3 separate regions of the Sus scrofa genome follow, and all the other regions are linked to region 1. The links are chromatin contacts, called in public HiChIP or PLAC-seq maps. All regions are on one chromosome and are shown on one strand. The core of a region is the stretch at or near the end of the contact, and the rest is flanking DNA. Distances in the headings are between cores, read along the strand shown.

The links. HiChIP or PLAC-seq counts read pairs in DNA pulled down with a chosen protein or histone mark.
Region 2: an H3K27ac HiChIP or PLAC-seq map of alveolar macrophages shows a contact between it and region 1. The contact joins two enhancer-like sites. A contact is called at or near these places in 1 of 47 Hi-C or Micro-C datasets (brain) and 1 of 2 datasets of contacts at active chromatin or transcription factors (alveolar macrophages).
Region 3: a contact with region 1 is called in an H3K27ac HiChIP or PLAC-seq map of alveolar macrophages. The contact joins two enhancer-like sites. A contact is called at or near these places in 1 of 5 promoter capture datasets (liver), 4 of 47 Hi-C or Micro-C datasets (liver and skeletal muscle) and 1 of 2 datasets of contacts at active chromatin or transcription factors (alveolar macrophages).

Annotation. Positions count from the first base shown.
Region 1 is chr7:34,004,319-34,007,391 of Sscrofa11.1, reverse strand. The region is part of intron 6 of BTBD9 (BTB domain containing 9); the gene reads left to right. Among named protein-coding and RNA genes, the nearest start is that of BTBD9, 120 kb to the left of the region's middle. Within about 2 kb of position 1,666, at least 4 of the 83 cell types and tissues checked have an H3K27ac peak or open chromatin away from gene starts, as enhancers often do. A contact at or near this core is called in alveolar macrophages, where this site is marked.
Region 2 is chr7:33,908,654-33,911,726 of Sscrofa11.1, reverse strand. The region is part of intron 6 of BTBD9 (BTB domain containing 9); the gene reads left to right. Among named protein-coding and RNA genes, the nearest start is that of BTBD9, 210 kb to the left of the region's middle. Within about 2 kb of position 1,411, at least 2 of the 83 cell types and tissues checked have an H3K27ac peak or open chromatin away from gene starts, as enhancers often do. A contact at or near this core is called in alveolar macrophages, where this site is marked.
Region 3 is chr7:33,926,239-33,929,311 of Sscrofa11.1, reverse strand. The region is part of intron 6 of BTBD9 (BTB domain containing 9); the gene reads left to right. Among named protein-coding and RNA genes, the nearest start is that of BTBD9, 190 kb to the left of the region's middle. Within about 2 kb of position 1,396, at least 1 of the 83 cell types and tissues checked has an H3K27ac peak or open chromatin away from gene starts, as enhancers often do. A contact at or near this core is called in alveolar macrophages, where this site is marked.

The DNA.
Region 1 (3,073 bases), core at 417-2,916:
CAGCATAGGTCACTTTCACATCAAGCCTGTTCAACTGCTTTGTTTTCATGGTCACAAAGGGCAAGAGCGCCTGCTTTGCAAATGTAGTCTATTTTATTTTGACAATGCTTTGCAAATATAGTCTATATAATTCTGACAATGCATGTTCAGACTACATGTGTGCCCATCTTCCCCAGGAAAGATTTGGTATCACTCCCATACCATTTCCCACCACCTCACTGCTTTAAGTACTTAACTATGAAGAGAGAAAGACATGACAGTAATTAAGATGGGCTAAGTAAGCCATTCTTATTCATGAGCACAGCCTCGTCTCTCAGCCACCATCCCCATCCCTGTGGGGCTCTGATATTGCCCCTCCTCTCTGCTGTCCCAGCCACCTCCAGATCTGCCTGCAAGGTCACACTGGGTTTTGTGGACTCATCCATATGACTCCCTATCTCCTGATCTGGTTCCAGTCCTCCTAGACCTAGGGAGAAGATGGGAAATAGGTCTTCCGCGTTCTTGCAGGGGTAGGAATGGCGTTCTTGAGGATCTCTAGAGGCAGGCACTGGGCTGAGGATTCTGCTTGCCTAGTTATACCGAATCCTCAGAAGGTTCCCACGAGGTGGGAACAATTATCTCTATTTTGTAGATGAACAAACGAAGGCACAGAGATGTTGTTTGCACCACGGTCTGTGGTGGTGGAGTCAAAATCCAAAGTCATATCTCTTTACATTGAGCTGCTTTTGTTGTTTCCAATGAAATGCACGATCCTTTCAAAAACATGTTCAAACTTTTCTCATCTTTGGGTAGGCAAAAGAAAAAAAAATTAATGAGACGATCATTATTATTTTGAAAATAACTACCTTATTCTGCCTAGCAACTATTTGCTGTAGGGTCTGGGGCAGTACTTTCATACCATGCAGTTGCCACCATAGAAAAACCAAGAGTATTATAATAATTTAATTCATGTTTTAGGTTATTATAAATAGAATTATAATCTCTTTTCATATAAGAAATACGTATATTTTTAAGAATGGAAGCACTATAGATTGGCCTAAGGGAGCTTTTTAAATAACCTGTAAGGGTAAATTTCTTTTCCAGTTTCTTCAGAATAATATTTGGAGCCCTTAAATTTGGATCTATTCTAATAAGAGTTATAATGATGAAAAAGGTATGTAAATACAATGAACCTTCTATAGTTACTTAAAAACAGAGATGTTCACATATATACAAAAATGAGTAAAAGGCATCTCTGTAATTTTGAACTTTCCTTATGTACTTATTGTCTTGTATAACAAGCAAAAGAGATGTTTACAATCTCACACTCTAGATAGAGCTTAAATTTTAACATGTAAAAATTAATACCATCTCCCATTATTCTAAGTTTATAGAAAACAGTGTACTCATCATTGAAACTGTGTATGTCAGTGTAAGGATTTGCTTTGATTTTTTTTTTTTTTTTTAATCTCCAGAACACTTCTCAGGAACAAATTAGATTTAAATTTGAAGAAAAAAAAAAAAGCTTTGAATTTGGTGAAGGAAATCTGTCAATGGAAAGATGGTCAGGTGTTGAAAATATGTGCTGTGATTAAACAATTGTCTTAAAACAACAATGACTAAGGTGTATTATCACCATTCAAAATGGAACAAAATTGGCTACTGAACTTTGGCCTTTAGAAATTGTATCTTGAGCCTCTGACCACTGGAGGGCGCTATGTTACTGCAAACCACTCACTAAAGTCAGAAGTCGTCAAATCTCTTCATTTGTTCTTACTAAAAAGATAAAGGATTTATATTCTTGTAATGCCAAATCAGTTCATACTTAACATTCAGCCTTTAGCTGTAGAAACTTGTTTGAATGACAGTAATGGCTTCATTTCAAGTTATTTAAATGTTTAATGCTTGTAATTTACTCAAATGTGTATAATCCTTTATTTAACTTGATGAAAATGATGTACTGTTAACATTGTTTTTAGCATTAATTAATGTGACTAATTGAAGTTTGAAACACTAAAACCAATTTCCCTGTTGTGTTGCGTCATCAGACTGTAGAGAAGTTTCCCTCTGGCCTGGTCTGATCTCTCTTCTGTCCCCCCTCAGCCCTGCTTGGTGCCCCCCTACATGTTTTACCCTCCCTGCTATTTCTGTAGCTAATTTGATTTCAGTATACCCACTGCTACGGTTGGTAGCAAAACTGATGAACTGTAGCTCGTTTCTCCTCTGAAAACTTTGCAATGCATTATGATAGGAGCTTCCTAGCATTACTTTATTGTTCCAGAAATGAATGTAGTGATGATTAACATCACTAAATCACTATAAGCACTTAAGCAGAGGGAGAAAAATGGAAGTAGGTGTTGACGTCCCTAGTCCTGGCAGTTGGTGAAAACTCATTTTCAGCAGGAAATGGTGGAACCTCAGTATTCTTACCTGAAGACCCATCAGCACAGCTTTCATTGCCACTGACTCTCAGTAATAATGAAAAACAAAACCAAAGCCCCTGCTGTTTTCAAAGCTTTAGTCTGGTCTTGGAAATCAGAGGAGTATAAGTCAAAACCAGGTAACACCTTTCTGGCAGCTTGCTTGTACTGCTGTGATGTGTTACAGTAAAACGGCCCATTACAGTTCTCTGTTTGTAGGCATAAATAATTCTTTCTTGTTAAACATTGCTCTTCCAGGGTGCCAGAGGAAGGAGCAATTTTACCCACTGTAATTGTGATACATGTCATGTATTCAAAGTAATTGTTAGGTCACTGCATACTTTGTTGTTATTCTAAACGCTACAGAAGTTTTCTCTATAACCTGGACAGTTTTCAAAGGGTTAAAAATGCAGGAGTATCTCATTCTTTTTAGGTTAAATCTTTGATGTGTATTGTCTTGGGGAAAAAATGTTGTCTTGGTTTTAAAAAACACCTATAAACAGAATTGCTCAACTCCTCCTATTTATGTAATCATGTAATCCTTTATAATAGTGGCACTATTTTATTTTGTATATGAAATCTTAAATTGAAAGCTTAAATTTAATTCCATAATCAAAATGCACATTGGCTCTGGTTTGTTTACTAACCATTTTAACAAGAATTCGTATGGTATT
Region 2 (3,073 bases), core at 162-2,661, 95 kb after region 1:
TGTGATGGAGGATAATATGGAAAAAGAATGTATGTATATATGTATGAGTGGATCACTTTGCTGTACAGTAGAAATTGACAGAACACTGTAAATGAACTATAAGGGGAAAAATAAAAATCATAGAAAAGATCAAAAGCTTGTCCAAAAACAAATAAATTAATTCAACATATAATCAATATTTGAAACTATTTATTATATTTTTAACCCTCTTTGAGGTTGGACATTCAAAAAGCTATACACAGTTAATACAACCTGGTAAGTTTGGAAGTTAAGTTTATATTGTATATGTATCTATGGAGTTCCTGTAATAGCTCAGTGGTCAACGAATCTGACTAGGAACCATGGGGTTGAGGGTTCAATCCCTGGCCTCGCTCAGTGGCTTAAGGATCCGGTGTTGCCATGAGCTGTGGTATAGGTTGCAGATGCAGCTTGGATCTGATATTGGTGTGTCTCTGGCGTAGGCCGGCAGCTACAGCTCTGATTGGATCCCTAGCTTGGGAACCTCCATGTGCCGTGGGTGTGGCCCTAGAAAAGATTTAAAAAAAAAAAATAGTATATGTATCTATGACATGAAAATCTATGCCGTAAACATATACATCTCCTCCAAAACTTTCCTACTTATTCTCTATTTATTATTGTTGTTGTTACTGATATGGTAATGATAATGGTAAGAACACCTAACATAAGATCTACTCTTTCTAGCAAATATTTAAGTATAGCAAATACAGTATTATTAACTATAGGCACTGTGCTATATATATAGTAAATCTCTAGGTTTTATTTGTCTTATAAACCGAAACTTTGTACCCCTGACTACTACCATCCCATTTCCCCTCCTCCAGCCCCTGGCAACTACTGTTTTACTCTGTATGAGTCGGACTGTTTAGATTCTCCTATAATTTATATGATGTAGTATTGGTCCTTCTTAGCATAATGTCCTCCAAGTTCATCCATGTTATCACAAATGGCAGGATTCTCTTATATTTTAAGGTGGAGACTAAGATTTCATTGTTTATATATACCACATTTTCCAATTTAAAAATTATTAATTTTTTAAATACTAAGGCTTCAAAAATCGGAATTTTATACTTGCATCACATCTCAATTTGGCTTAGCTGCATGTCTCCCAACTTTGGCTAGTGGCTACTATATTCACCATCATAGCTATAAAATACAGAATCTGAAGCAAGGATTCAAGTGCTGACATTGTCTTTGGTAGGTTCCAGCCTGGAGTGATGAAGGTAAAGGTCAGATAAGGAGAAATGATGCAAGGCATTACCATGCTGGCCCCACCTCACAGCCACTGCAGAGACGCACAGGTCCTTCAGCAGACACAGTTCCCTCCCTCTTCTCTTTCCCATTGATCATGGGACTCCATGGGAAGCCGACTTCTCTGCACTTCCTCTAACCCTTTGACAACTGTTCAGAAAGCAGTGTGACATTTTATCCAAATCCACAAGTGGAAGGGTGACTCAGCATGGCTTAATGAGAAAGTTGGAGCTTGAAAGAATCTTTGAATCAACACCAAGTTTGTATCAATAACTGACTGAGCTTTTTGATATTGGTTTTCTCTCTCTCCAGTCCATTTTCCATACTGTAGCCAAATGTTCTTGCTAAACGCAAACCTACCTCTATCATTTTCCTATTTCAAAACCTCCAGTGACTCCCCATTGTTTTCAGGATAAAGTTCAACACCCATTTTGTTTAAAGTTGTACTCGATGTGGCCCCAACTACCTTTCTAGCCTCTGGCCTCAACTACCTCCCTCCCATCTTGAAAACTGTGTGTTCCTTACCTGTTGGGTAACAAACTATCTCAAACATTGTGACTTAACAATAAACATGTATTATCTCACAGTTGTTATAGGTTAGAAATTTGAAAGTAGCTTAACTGGATAGTTCCAGCTTGAGGTCTCCTACAGGATTTTAGTCAAGATGTCAGCAGGGCTGTAGTCATTTGAAGGCTTGACTAGGCTTAGGTAATTCACTTCTAAAGTGGCCACTTGCATGGCCAGCAAGTTGACACTGGCTATTAGCAGAGGCCTTCATTTCTCTCCTTATTGGCTTCTCTAGAGAACTGCCGGTGGCTGTCTTCCTGCCGAGAAAGTGGTCCAAGAGAGAGCAAAGTATAAGCCGTAATGTTTTCTTTCTCTTTAGCCTAGCCTCAAAAGTCACATATCCTCATTTCCATGCTACCCTATTGGTATGGGAGGGAACCACACAAGGATGTGAATAGCAGAAGACAACCACTGGGGCCATGTTGGAGGCTGGCTCCACACATCTATAGAATTTCCTTTAGCATGCCCTGACTTGCTCTGACTTACTGCTGGGCATTCTCACATATTATTCTCTCTTACTCGAAAGAGTTTTCTGTTTCTCTTCTCCTTGTTTGCCTTTCTAAATCTTATGCTACTTACTGTGAGAAGCATTCTCTTTGCCCGTATAATCCCTACCCTACCATCACCACCACTACCACCACCACCACCAAGGACACCCTTCTTCCATCCCATCAGAGTACCCTGTCCTGCTGCTACAGCGCCTATACGTTTTTTCGGAGTTGCCTGTTAACTGGCTTATCTCCCCCCTTAGAGTCTGAGTTCTCGAAGACGGAGACCATGTCTTTCTGTTCATTGCCACATCTCCAGTGCTCAGCACAACACTTGGCAACACATTGTAGGTTCACAGTAAATAGTCATTGGTTAGAAAGTTAAAGGAAGGGATGGGTGAATGATGGAGGGATGACCCAACAGACATCTGTCTCTTCTATTGGACTCTGAACTCTTGGAGAACAGTGCCCTGGTCTTTTCATTTCAATATCCCAGGGCATAACTTAGTGCTGAGGAGATAATAGGCCCTTAGTAAATGTCCCTTTCTCCTTCCTTCTCTTTTCCGCTATTCCTTTTAATGGAATAAAAATTTTGAGAGGATCATTATTTCTCCGCGTCTGTTATTAGTGGTAAATCTGATCATTTATAAAATATTTACCTTTTGATTATTTCTTTATTTCAAGTATTGCTGATATTCCCCTATAAGACAGCATTGTAATAAGATTTCAGATTGCTATTCATGTTTAAT
Region 3 (3,073 bases), core at 147-2,646, 78 kb after region 1:
GTGGGAGCATTGAGTTGTTAATTTCTGTCTTAAGTATTTGGGGTTTAGAGTGCCTGTGAAACCTTCCAGGGGAAGTGTTCAGTAGGCAGTTGGAAGTGTGGGTGTGGGTCTGAAGCTTCTTAGTGTAAGGTTAGTAGCTGAAGTAATGATTACAAATGAGGTTGCCTAGGATGGGTGTACAGAGTAAAAACAAGAGGAGGCCAGGTGGAACTCTTGGAGAACACCTGTGTTTAGGGAACAAAATAAAGGAAAAGGATCATACATCAAAGAGTAAGATACTGACAACAAGCAAAGGAAGAGGCAGGAAGAATCAAAAGAAAGAATGGTGTCACAGAAGAATGCACAGCAGTCAGCTGGACTAAAAAATATCTGAACAGATCCAGTAGCCTGGTGGGGGCGGCAGGCCAGTGGCAGCACACTGAGGAATAAATGGGGAGAGGAAAAGTAGAGATTGATGTGAAAGAAAGGAAAGAGAAAGGGCAGTAGCCAGAGGGAGGATATAAGCTTGAGAAAAGGTTTTATAAAAAAAAAACAATGGTTGGGAAAAATGATGAACTCGAATCAGCAGGGCCTTGTGACTTGCATCCTCTATTATTCAAAGAATTAGTAAAATTTATTGGTAGAGCCACTATTAGCTATTATTTTTGAGATGCCATGGAGCACAAAAGATAGCTGTAAAAAAAAACCTAGGGAGTAGCTTCTGGATGACCCCAGTAATTACAGATGTCTTCCTATTCCAGATAGTGGGGAAGGTATTACAACATATCATCAAACAATCCACTTAAAATGAACACCTAGACAAATACCAGGCACTGAATAGCAATGACTATGTTTCTGAAATGACAAATTTTGACAGTTGTTGAGTCTCCTTCAGTGATAGGCCACGAATAAAAAGAGGAGTTAATAAATGTGATACCTAAACTTTGATGAAATTTGGAGGTATTCTGTACTGTATGAATGTTAAGTATGCTTATAGCTGGCCTCGTAGCTACCACAGTATTTGTCACTTTGTTAAGTTTATCTGTGAGCCAGGCATTGTGCAGAACACGACAGATACCTGGTTGTTCTATCTTCACAGCCACCCCATCAAGTAAATACTATATTATTATTCCCATTTTATAGATGGGGAGCTTCTTGAAATTCACACAGTGGGACAGAAAGACTGAATCAGGCATCAAGGAGTGGCTTCTACTCTGAACTCTGTTTAATTAAACAAAAGAAAAAAAAAAGTAGCTCTGTGACTGTGGGCAAGTTCCAGCATAGGATGGTGCACTGCTCTTTTTCTATGCTTTTTTTTTTTTTTTTTTCTAAAGAATGAAGCTTCTAGAATGCTTATAAAGGAAAATGACACATAAAACTAACATGTCACACTATCCACTAGTCACATCATATTCTCAGAAAATTATGTTCCTTTTTGATCTCTGTATTTTGACAAGTGATGAGTAATTGCTGGTCTGGAGAACAACCCAGATGATTAATTCTTTAAAAAATAAGCCCTCTGAAAAATCTAAAATAAAGCTTGCAGACTGGAGGTCTGAACAGTGGCATTTTTGCATGGCCTGTACATTGTAAAGGCATCGTAATTGAATTTTTGCTCTTAAAAATTGGGGAATTTCCCATAAAAATCCCTATCACCAGCTGCTCTTGACAAACAGGAAGGAAGCCCTGTCCACACCCGATCCACGTTTACCCTTGGCTACAGTGAGTATAAGTGTGTGTTGTCCGTATGCCCTCTCCTCCACCCAGGCCACCACGTGGTTGGGTAGGAGTCTAACTTCGAGAAAGAAAGCTTTTTAAAAGAGGGCTATTTCCTCCAGCTGTTTAAGAGTTTGGTGGAGTTCCCATCGTGGCTCAGTGGTTGATGAATCTGACTAGCATCCATGAGGACACAGGTTCGATCCCTGGCCTTGCTCAGTGGGTTGGGAATCTGGCATTGCTGTGGCTGTGGTGTAGGCCAGCAGCTGCAGCTCCACTTCAGCCCCTAGCCTGGGAACCTCCATAAGCCACGAGTGCGGCCCTAAAAAGCAAAAAAATAAATAAATAAATAAGAGTTTGGTAGCAATAAATGATTTCCCAAGGGCTAGGTGGTTGGTAGCAGGGCCATGCATTGAGCAACCCCAATGGGAGCTACTTTGTGTAGCCCATGGGAAATATACAGCCATGTGCAGTGGCTGGACTGGGAATTTCTAAGGCAATTGACAAAATTTCCAACTGTGAAATTTTTTTTTTTTTTGTCTTTTTTTTTTTTGCTATTTCTTTGGGCCGCTCCCGCGGCATATGGAGGTTCCCAGGCTAGGGGTCTAATCGGAGCTGTAGCCGCCAGCCTACGCCAGAGCCACAGCAACGCAGGATCCAAGCCGCATCTGCGACCTACACCACAGCTCACGGCAACGCCGGATCCTTAACCCACTGAGCAGGGGCAGGGATCGAACCCGCAACCTCATGGTTCCTAGTCGGATTCGTTAACCACTGCGCCACGACGGGAACTCCGCAACTGTGAAATTTTTTATGTAACCCAAATGACTGCTTGTCCTGTAATACCTGTCACATGGTAGCAAGATCTCATCCTCTCCATCAAATGTCCCCTCAAAGCAGTGTTTACCTGCAACACATGCGTGGCATGTTTCCCCAGAACCTTGCCAAGAGCATGCTTTTCAAACTTTTGGAAATCTGGTGGATGAGAGATCTTTATTTTTCTTATTGGGCCACTGGAGAAATTGAACATATCTTCAGGTTCTGGGGAGGCTTGGCAGGTTTTCGTTTTGCAAACTCTGCTCACCTCTCCCAGTTTTTTACATGAGTTTTAGTTCTTTTTTATTTTAGGAGTTCTTTAGATGTTAGGAATATTAACGTCTGTTATAATAGGAGTTGAGGATTTTTTTTTATTAATTTGTTATTTGTACTTTTGCTTATGGAGTTTTGTTGCCTTTTTTTTTTTCTATGTAGAATTTTATTTTTTATATAGTCAAGTATCCCAGTCTTTTTCCCTTATGCTTCTGGATTTTAGTTACTTAGGAAACATTTCTCCACACCCAAAATGTAGAGGAATTTCCTGCTCTTTTTTCCTGCTGGT